Regions from separate parts of the Macaca mulatta genome. Here region 2 is linked to region 1. Evidence: chromatin contacts called from public Hi-C data. All regions are on one chromosome and are shown on one strand. The core of a region is the stretch at or near the end of the contact, and the rest is flanking DNA. Distances in the headings are between cores, read along the strand shown.

Region 1 (4,681 bases), core at 964-3,463:
ATCATTTAACAATTCTTGTCTCCTCTTTAAAAGAAATGAAAAGCTATTACTCGAACCACCACAAGATTTAGTAGTGAGCTATACATCTGCCATGGAAAATAAACAGCAGCTGTACTTGATTCTTTGTGTGGTTTATAAACATTTGTCTGCAGAAAGATATTTCAGATGCAGCTTAGTATGAAAACAAGCCCGCGTTTTCCCCTCACACTTAAGAACAGCACTTTCTCAACTCTCCACATTCATTTGCCACCCCACTTTAACAAAAATAACTAAAGCAATTAAACTTGGATTGATTAAAAAAAAATCCACTTTGTTATTTAACGTTTTTAACCTTCTGTAAAAGTGTTTTTATTATTGGCATAAATATATTTATATATATATGCCAAGATATGCCAAGGTATATTCCATTACTTCAGATGAGTTATTTGAAAATTATAGATGACTGAAGAAAGTGCATTATTTGACTCATTTTATGGGTAAAGATTTATTATTCTTTACATTTCAAGCCTTAAAGGAAAATAAGTCCTTGCTAGTGCAAACATGGTAATACCTGCAAAGAAATATGAAATTATGTTACTTATAGCCTGAATATTAAAACCTTTTATTAACAAAACTCTTTTATGTATGTTATACCAATGGGGGAATGTAAATAAAAATGGTCTTCAATGGTAAAGTGTCTAATAAGTCACTGATATTAGTGTCATGTCAAACCACTGCATTCTCTGTCATTATGGAATTAGCCCTTCAGACGATAGAGCTGAGGCAGGTTTCTTTAAGGGGATATTTGGGAAGAAAGCAAATTAATAGGAATAAATTGTTTCAGCTACAGTAAAAATCAGGATTGGTGACACAGGAAAATCAAAAGCTCTGAAGAGGTTTAATTCAGTGAAGCCTTCCAATGGTCACCTGCCTAGGCCAGCGATTGGCATGCTGCCAGATGAGACAACAATATGTTGCCTCCAGGATAAGGAACCATGGGAAAGAACTCTAGAACTTACTAAAGGGAAGCCAGTTACAGACCAAATAGCCCCGCAGGTCTCAGAGCAGCTGTGCTCTGTCCCCAGGGCTCTGTTCAATTCCATGCGATCCTGAGGAAGATATTCAAAACTACCTGCTACTACTCGAGAAGACTAGAAGATAACCTCTGTATCACTCTTTCCTACCTTCTAGAACCAAAGAGGGGTTAAGAGCCACAACATCCCCAAAGAAATAAAAAAAGTGGGAAGGGGAGGCGAGTTTCCTTAGGGAGCTCGACCCCACACACTCTGAGATTGACATCGTTCTGAGAAATGCGTTCTCCCATTCTACCCTCGTTTCGTTCTTTCAGTGACCTTCTGTCCCTACTGCCTCAAGGAAGGCAAGAGACAAGCCACCGCCTCACCACCACCCCCAACCCCCACCACCGGAGAAGGTGCCTTTCTCAGTTGAGAGCCGCAGAGGGAGGAAAAAAAAAAGGTTGCTCCTCCCCAACCCACCCGCCCCACAACTCCTGGGTGCAGACACGAAGAGGGAAAGAGGAGAGCAATGGAAGGTGACAGCCCCGCACTGGCCCAGGGGATAAGAATCCTTGCTCTGGTAGAAACAAGAGAGAATCCCCCCTCCCACTCCCCTACCCAAATGAATGAACTGAACAAAATGGGGAGGAGAGAGTTTGTACGCGCAGTTCTGGCCATCCAGGAAGCAAGATCGAGAGGCCTTTGGATCCAGGCCTGGTCTTTGCAGCCCTTTGCACCCCAACTCCTGTCCTTTCATCCAAGCCCCACATCATTTAACAGTTTAAGCTTTCTAAGATAGTGCCCCCTCCTCCACCTACCCCAAAGACCGACAACCCCCCCACCCCTCCAGCTCCGATCCTGCTCGGGGCCCAGACTCCAGCTTCTTCCACTATTCCTACCACCTTCTCCACAGCCCTCACCAGCCCGGGCCCGGCCGCACCTGGAGATGCTCCTGAAAACGAATTGGCAGAATCTGGGCCATGGCGCTGTCGGGGGGAATGGTCTCCTCCTGTCACTGGGGCTGCGGGGCAGTGGCTGCCCGGGCTCTCCGAGGGAGAGGAGGAGAAGGGGAGGGGGGAGGCTGGGCTCAGCAGGATCCTCTCCGGGGACGCAGGAAACTGGCACGCAGACGAAAGAGCTCGGGTCGGGGGCGGAGGCTCCACGGGCCAGGAGAGCCGCAATGGCGGAACCGGGCGCAGCGCAGACTCCGGAAACGGCTGAGCCCAGCGGAAGGATCCCGGCGACAGAACTCCGCCCAGTCGCCTCACCCCCTCCGCCTTATGTACCCCTCCACGGAGCGGTGCGTGCGGCGGGTGCAGGAATTCCGGGCGCTGTGCGCCCGGAGCCTCTCTTCTGACGCCACACGGGGGGCAACAGAGGAACCGGAGGGACTACTTTTTTAGACTCATCACTTTCGCCAATCTTCTTTTTCTACCCCCACTTTTTTTTTTTTTTTTTTGCATTTTGCCACATCATGCGACTCGGAGCGACCGACGTCACTTCCGTGGGCGCTTTAGGTCCCACCCACGTACTTCCAGGTGCACGTGATACTGATGGGGAAGGGTCGGCTGATTGCTGCCAGAATGGAGAGCGCGTTTTAAGGAAATGCGGCGTCTCCTGGGAGTGAAGTGGCTGTTGGGCCACCTTGAGGCATGACGGGTGCCGCTTCCTTCCCCTGCGACCCCTGCCTGTTTGGACTGAGCCCCTTACAGGAGGACGTGGCGGGGGCAGACGGGGGCAGCCTCCCGCCCTCTCCGTGACTCAGGGAAACGGCCTCGCCGCAGAGCGCTCCCTCGGCAGCTGGCTGCAGCACTCCTCCCCCGCCGGGCTTCAGAGTGGGTGGTTTCCTACAGCCTAGGGAGGGGGCCTGAAACGGGGTTTAAAATCCTCCCTGCCCTCACACACGCCCTTCTGACGGTTGGAGAACCTGACGCGCGGATTCTAACTAGAACCGGCACTCTCTTCGGGTGTTAGATAATTAGCTCAAAGGACAGCGAAGGCCATTTATGATGTGTCTCAAGCTGGCCTTATGACAGCTTCTCTTAACGTTTCTGCGGACATTTTGGCGGGCGGACATGTGTCAGCCTAGCTCAGTAATCAGTTTCGTTAAAGAATTCGAGTATCAGAACGTACAAGGATTGGACTCAAATTCTAGCAGGAGGATTTTTAGCCACATCAAATAATTTATGTCTCAGAGATTTAGATAATTAGGGTAAGGATGCTTGGTAAAGCCTGAAGGTTCCTGGAGGAAAGAGATGAACTGTTAGTCGTGCATTTCCGTGGGACCACCTCAACATAGGTTCCTGTAGGTTAGCAGTGTAGAAATGCAGCGCTTCAAAGCCGGAGCATCATGTCTTCAAAGAGCATGGAGGTATCAACGGCATTCATTGTCGATTAATAATAACCTTCCCAGTACTTTCTTGCTAAAGTATAAGCCATAATATTTCATAATCGCACCAATACAAAAAAGGATGAAAGACTTTAATTCTGTGCCTTTTATCTTTGTAAGAGAGGTGATTCCCCACCCTCCCCCGAAAGAGAAAAGCTCAAGTCCACAGTAATTATTTTTAGTGCCCTTTTCAGTTAAAGGACATAAAACCCTACTGGGTAGACAGTAATTTTGTGTGCTAAGTTTGAGTTAGGGTGAGAAGTTTGCCAATCAGTTGCTTTTAGTGTTTTTCTCTTTTACTTAACTGTCTCATACTGAGCACGAGAGAAGAATCTGGCAGGTAACAGGGCAAAGATTGTTCTGCAAAGAAAAGTCTTACCACCATGTTGTAAGAGTGAATATTTATAGTTGCAAAATATCTTTTTGTATTGTTAAGCTAAATACACGAAGATCCTCTGTGTTCCGCAACGTTTGAAATGAAATGCCAGTCTGATAGTAACTGCTTTAAACCCTTTTTGGAAGTAGACAAATTCTAAATTAAAATTCTAAGGGAGTAATTGTTTTATTACAGTAATTTAATAGCTTGATCAAGTTACATTTTCAGTCTCAGAATCTGGAGATACAAGAGCCATATCATGAATGGGCCACCAAAATTTAATTTATTAATGTGTCTGGTATTTTCATACAGACCCTGTAACTTTAGAATCCCAAAAGCAGTTGATTTTAGCTATTGGGTGTGGAGTATCTAACCAAAAAGTGCACTGAGGTCGTTAGTGACTGTTAGGTCATCACACACAGAAATTACATTGTTTTGAGAAATAATTTAGGAAAAGGGAAAATAGATTGTTATCCTGGATCATTTTGAAATGATCTTCAAATTAATCCAAAAATTTTCAAGAGAAAAAAAAACCCTATGCCTTTTTAAAGATGAATAATTTGAGTAGGGTAATAAGAGATTTTTTTTTTGTAATGGGAGTCTGCTGTTCTTGGTAACAGTATAAAGGCAGTTTCACTGGTTTCACTGGTTTAGTTACCTAAGCAATACCTGAATGGTGCTGTTTTCAGACATTACCTTAAGTTAGAGGGGAGAACAGATAACCTAATAGACCAGGAAGCAAATTCTACCCAGAATGTTTTTTTCTATGATACAGTATGACATAGTCTTTTAATAAGACAATGCTATGAATGATCACCCTAGCTTTTGGTTTCAGAAAATGTTTTAACAAGGTAGCCATGTTAATAAATGGTGAAGTTAAAGCTATTTTTGTTGGAATGCTCATCAACAGTAGGTCCCTAT
Region 2 (4,602 bases), core at 2,100-4,599, 290 kb after region 1:
CCTAGTGGTTTGCGTGACAAACACTAAGGAAATGCCAAGATAATTTACAATGGGAATTGATCACATCCTCCATCTGAATCTCACTTCAACATCTCTTCCTTCTGGCTTTTCCAATCCTGGGACATCTCATCCCTTGCCATCCTTTTGTTGCTTTTTCTCCATATGCTCAAAACTAAACATTCTGAATGTGAGCTGCTTGGCCAAACTGAACATTATTAAAGGTAATTTTTAAAATCCCATGATTAATGTTCCCATAAGACACACCTTTAGCAAGAAGGGCTACGGTTGAACTTCAATTTGGATAAAGTCCTTTTTGAAGCTAAATCGTAGCTTTCATTAATTCAAATAAATGTATCCTACCAATATGTCTGGACACAATAACTAAGAGGGAAAAATCTAACCTGTGGCTGCATCAGGTGTGTGTGTGTGTTTGTGCCTGAAGGCAGAGATAACAGCATCAGAAACTGGAGGCCTAACAAGATTCACCTGCACTCAGGGACTGGGCCATTACAATGGGAAGTAACCAGGACTGGGGTAGCCCAGGAGGTATGGGAACTTGTGCCTCTTGCTAAGACCTGATGGTAGACAAAATCCTGACTCCTCACCCCCCTTCCCCTCAAATAAAAAGAGTTACCAGCCTGCCTTTCCCCCAGGCTACACAGTCTGGATACTAAACAAAATCAACCTTTTCTTTAGCTGGCCAATTGTGAATCCCCCAGGCACAATGACTATGTGGCTGCCTGCAAAACCGTTAAAAATCATTAAGACAATGAAAAATTCACATAATCTATGAACAGCACAGCAACACTCACGCAACTCATTGGCACTACTCACATCTCCAACCCCCACACACCTAGAAACATCTCCTGGTACACAACACTGTGCAGCAGCCCTCAAACAGGCTGGAGTGGAGAGCGAGGGATACCAGTCTCTTAAAGCCAACTGGTTCATGGCAGTTGAGAAGAAACAATACTGTGTCCTTAGACTTTTCAAAGCCTAAGCCAGTGTGATTGGCAGCTGAGTGATTTTGGGATTGCAGAGTATGGGGTCACATACCTGACTGCACTTCAGAGCCAAGTAAATACCTTTCACTGTTCCCTGCCTCCAGTTCCCACTAGATCAGGGGCTCTTATCAAGCACCTGCATCACAATCTCATGGGTCCCTTTGTAAAAATGCAGATTCCTGTGGCCCACTGAAAATAAACATCTGCCGAATAGCCTGACAAACTGTATTTTTAAACACGACCCAGGTCATCTTTATACACGTTTTAAGTTTGAGGACCTCTGCCCTAAAGCGATGCTTCTCAAACTGTGGGTCAGGACCTGCTTGGTCAGGAAATCAAATTAATGGGTCGTAACCAGCAGTTGATTATTTTTTAATGAAGTAGAAAAAAAAAAAAAAAACTTTAAAACAGAGCACACTGCAGGTAGAAAGGGTAATTATTGTTCTCTGAAACTTATTTCAGTTACAGACCTGTATGCACTGCAGGTCTCACTCAAAGTCTGAAAACCACGCTCCTAGAGGGAAGAAGGAAAACGGTTTTCTTGTGCATGGTGTTTATTTTCCATTTTCCACCCCTAACTCCAAGCATCTTGATTTTGGTTCAAGCACAGAAATACCAAGACAGATCCAAGAAATGCTATCATTGAATGTTAACCTGCCGCGGCAAAGCCCAGCTGAGGAAGGGGATGAGGCTCCCACTGCACTCCTGCCTGAGACCCGATCATGGAGCTGGGGACAGGGGATGGTGCCAAGGGGGAAGTCTGCACAGCTCTCCCCAGGCTGGGCCTGTTTCTGGGGAAAAGAACTTGCAGCCACTCAAAACACAGTTTAGAAGAATGAAAATGTTCCTCACCGGAGGCAAGACTCAGTCACTCACAGGCCAGGTGGCCCCCAGAGCCAGGAGAGCACGGGGGAGCAAAAACCATGTGAAATCAAGTCCCACCCCAGAGCCAGTGAGGTGGTTTACCGAACTTCTTGCACCTCTAATGCTCCGTAAGGCACAGGAAAGCTGACCGCTACCCTTCTTACCCAATGCTTTGGGACAAGGAAGAGCAAGGAAGGAAGGGCAGGGAGAAAAAGACAGCTGCCTCGTTAGCCTTCAGATTCACCAAAGGCAAGGACTCACTCAAGAGCCTCCCAAGTTGCAAGGACAGCAAAATCAGCAGAAAAGCCAGAAAGCAAAACCCCCGGAAAGCTTCGGAGCAGTTCCCTGGGGCCATTCACAGCGGCGGGACTGGAGGCCGGGAGAGGGTGCAGCTCCGCACTAAGCGGAGGAAAACGGGACACTCGCTCACCTGGCTTTTTAAACTCTCGCACAGAGGTAGCAATCTTCTGGACAAGAAGTCCAAAAGAACAGGTGTCCCCCACCCCTGCACGCCCCCAAGACCGGAGGAAAGCCCACCACTCTGGGAAAGACACCAGAGGAGGTCGGCGGCCAACTACGGTAAACTGGAAGTGGCGAAAGGTCGGGGCCGCCCCTAAGCGCCAGCTCCGGGGAGGCGCTCGCGGCAGAGGCCCCCGCGTTCCTTTGGGCAGGACTTCGCGCCCACCCCCTTGGCAAGGACACCGGGGAGGCGCCAGGACGCGGCCAGGCAGGAACTCGACTGCGGTTACCTCGGTTCGGGCCGGGGCCGACGACGCGCTCCGAGAAATTTCGACGGCGCCCAGTCCCACAGTGGGAGGCCCCCAGGGCGGTGCCCTGTGTCCAAGTGTCCCCAGGACTCTCCGAAGGAGACGCGGCGTCACGAGTGGACGGAGGGCGTCTCCAGCCCCACCCGGACCCCACGGAGTCCGAACCCGCGGGGACGACGCGGAGGAGGAAGCGGCGATCCCAGCTCCGCGCCCCCACCCCAAACCTGGCCCCGCAGACTTGCCCGGCCCCTGCCGTGCGTCTTCCACCCCGACCGGGGGTCCCGCGCCCCGGGCTCTCAGTGAGCAGCCGCGGGCCCGGCAATGTTTGTAAACAAACCGGTCACGTGGCCCGGCTGCGGCTCCCCGCCCCCGGCGCCCGCGGCCCCCACGGGGACCCCACGCGGAACCGAGAGCGCCGCACCTCCAACCCCGCGCAGGCCCGGCCGGGGGAGTCCGGGGTCCGGGGCCGGGGACCCAGAGCCCGCGCTGACAGTGCGCCCCACGCCCACGCGCGACCAGCCCGCGCCGCACTCCGGCGCACTCACCCGGCGGCAGGCGGCCCCGTCCGGCCAGCGCGGGGCTCGGCTCCGCGGCGGTGCGCAGCGGCGAAGCGCGGCCCGGATGGGGCTCGGGCTCCCGGCGCGCTCTTAAAGCCACAGTCTCCGCCACTGCCGCGGCCGCCACTCCGCATCCCTCCGGGTCCGGGCCGGGGGCTACCCCGTGACGGACGCACCCCCGCGCCTATCCCCTCGACTCAGCACATAGCAACACGCCGCGGGTTGGCCGGGCGCAGCCGCAGCCCATCCGCGCGGAGCCAATCATCAGAGGACGGAACTCCGCCCCCCGCTTCCCCGACCGCCCACTCCCCCACCCCTCGGCCCGGCCCGGCTTGGCCTGGGCGACAAGAGTGAGGCTGGTCCGGGTCCCGCCCGTCCGGGCAACTTGCCGGAGGGGCAGGGACCCATAGAGACAAAGCTGGGTGGGCTGTCAGCGCCTAGGAGGGCGCTGTTTATTTGGGTTTGGGGTTTGTCCCCAGGGCAGGGCTGGGATTCCCAGAACCTGGGTTGTATTTGGGGGCGGGGGGATTTGCAGTGCTTCTCCTTGGAGGCTCAAGATAGTCATTCCTTTCTTACTTTTTAAACCTCGCCCTAAGCCATAGCTTAAATTACCAGAAGTGGCCCTCAGGACCCGGGGCAATTGAATTTAAAACGATAGTCCCGGTTCCACCCAGCCCACCCATGCCCTGCTCAGAAGCCATGCATTTCCCCTCTTCTCTCTTTCCTGCTAGTAATTTCGGCGAATTAAAAGTACGAAAGGGGCTTAGAGGAATTGAAGACCGATCTATTGCTGCTAATTTTCCATGACTTTTAGAGGCAGATGACGATGGTTAGAGTGGGATGGTCCGAGTGACCAGAGGGGAGGAGTCCACGTTCTGGATCATTGGGGTGGTGCTTTTCAAGGAAGAGCAGGTTAAAAAATAACCTCATGGCAGTCAGGAATCCAGGGAGGCACCAGGTGGGTGGAGTGGGGCAGTTTCCCAGCAGGAAGACAGGTCAGTTTGATAAAGAATGTAGGCACGGACAAGGTGAACAGAGCAGGTTCTGCCTTTCACTCAAGACACTGGGGTTCCGCAGTTCCTCTGGGAACTCCTCGTCCAAGGAAACTAGTGATTTACTGTGCAGCTATCAGGATGTGGGGTGCTGCAGGAAGTGCAGCTGACTCCCCGCCTTCCACACACTGGTTTGCACGTACACCCAGAATGCTGGCTCACCTGCATCTCCACCCAGCTGTCTTTCAAATATGCTTGGTCAACCAAATTGTATTCAGTTAATGTCTATTGCATGTGAATCCCGTCCCCAAAGTTAGTGAAAACAACAAAACACCCCAAATACCTCAGTATTGTGGTGCTGACATATCAGCATCAGATTTGCAGTTTCAGTGTAAACAGAGGCTATGTCATGGTTCAC

What was found. Hi-C and Micro-C count contacts between places; a contact is called where the count stands out from the background.
Region 2: a Hi-C map of liver shows a contact between it and region 1, with 2.2 times the contacts expected there. The contact joins the promoter of YPEL2 here to the promoter of CLTC in region 1. A contact is called at or near these places in 2 of 14 Hi-C or Micro-C datasets (fetal cortical plate and liver).

Annotation. Positions count from the first base shown.
Region 1 is chr16:50,365,645-50,370,325 of T2T-MMU8v2.0, forward strand. It overlaps CLTC (clathrin heavy chain), which reads right to left and starts at 2,214. Exons shown (of 32, transcript XR_013406382.1): 1 at 1,936-2,214.
Region 2 is chr16:50,656,634-50,661,235 of T2T-MMU8v2.0, forward strand. YPEL2 (yippee like 2) reads right to left here and starts at 3,350. Exons shown (of 6, transcript XR_013406407.1): 1 at 3,181-3,350.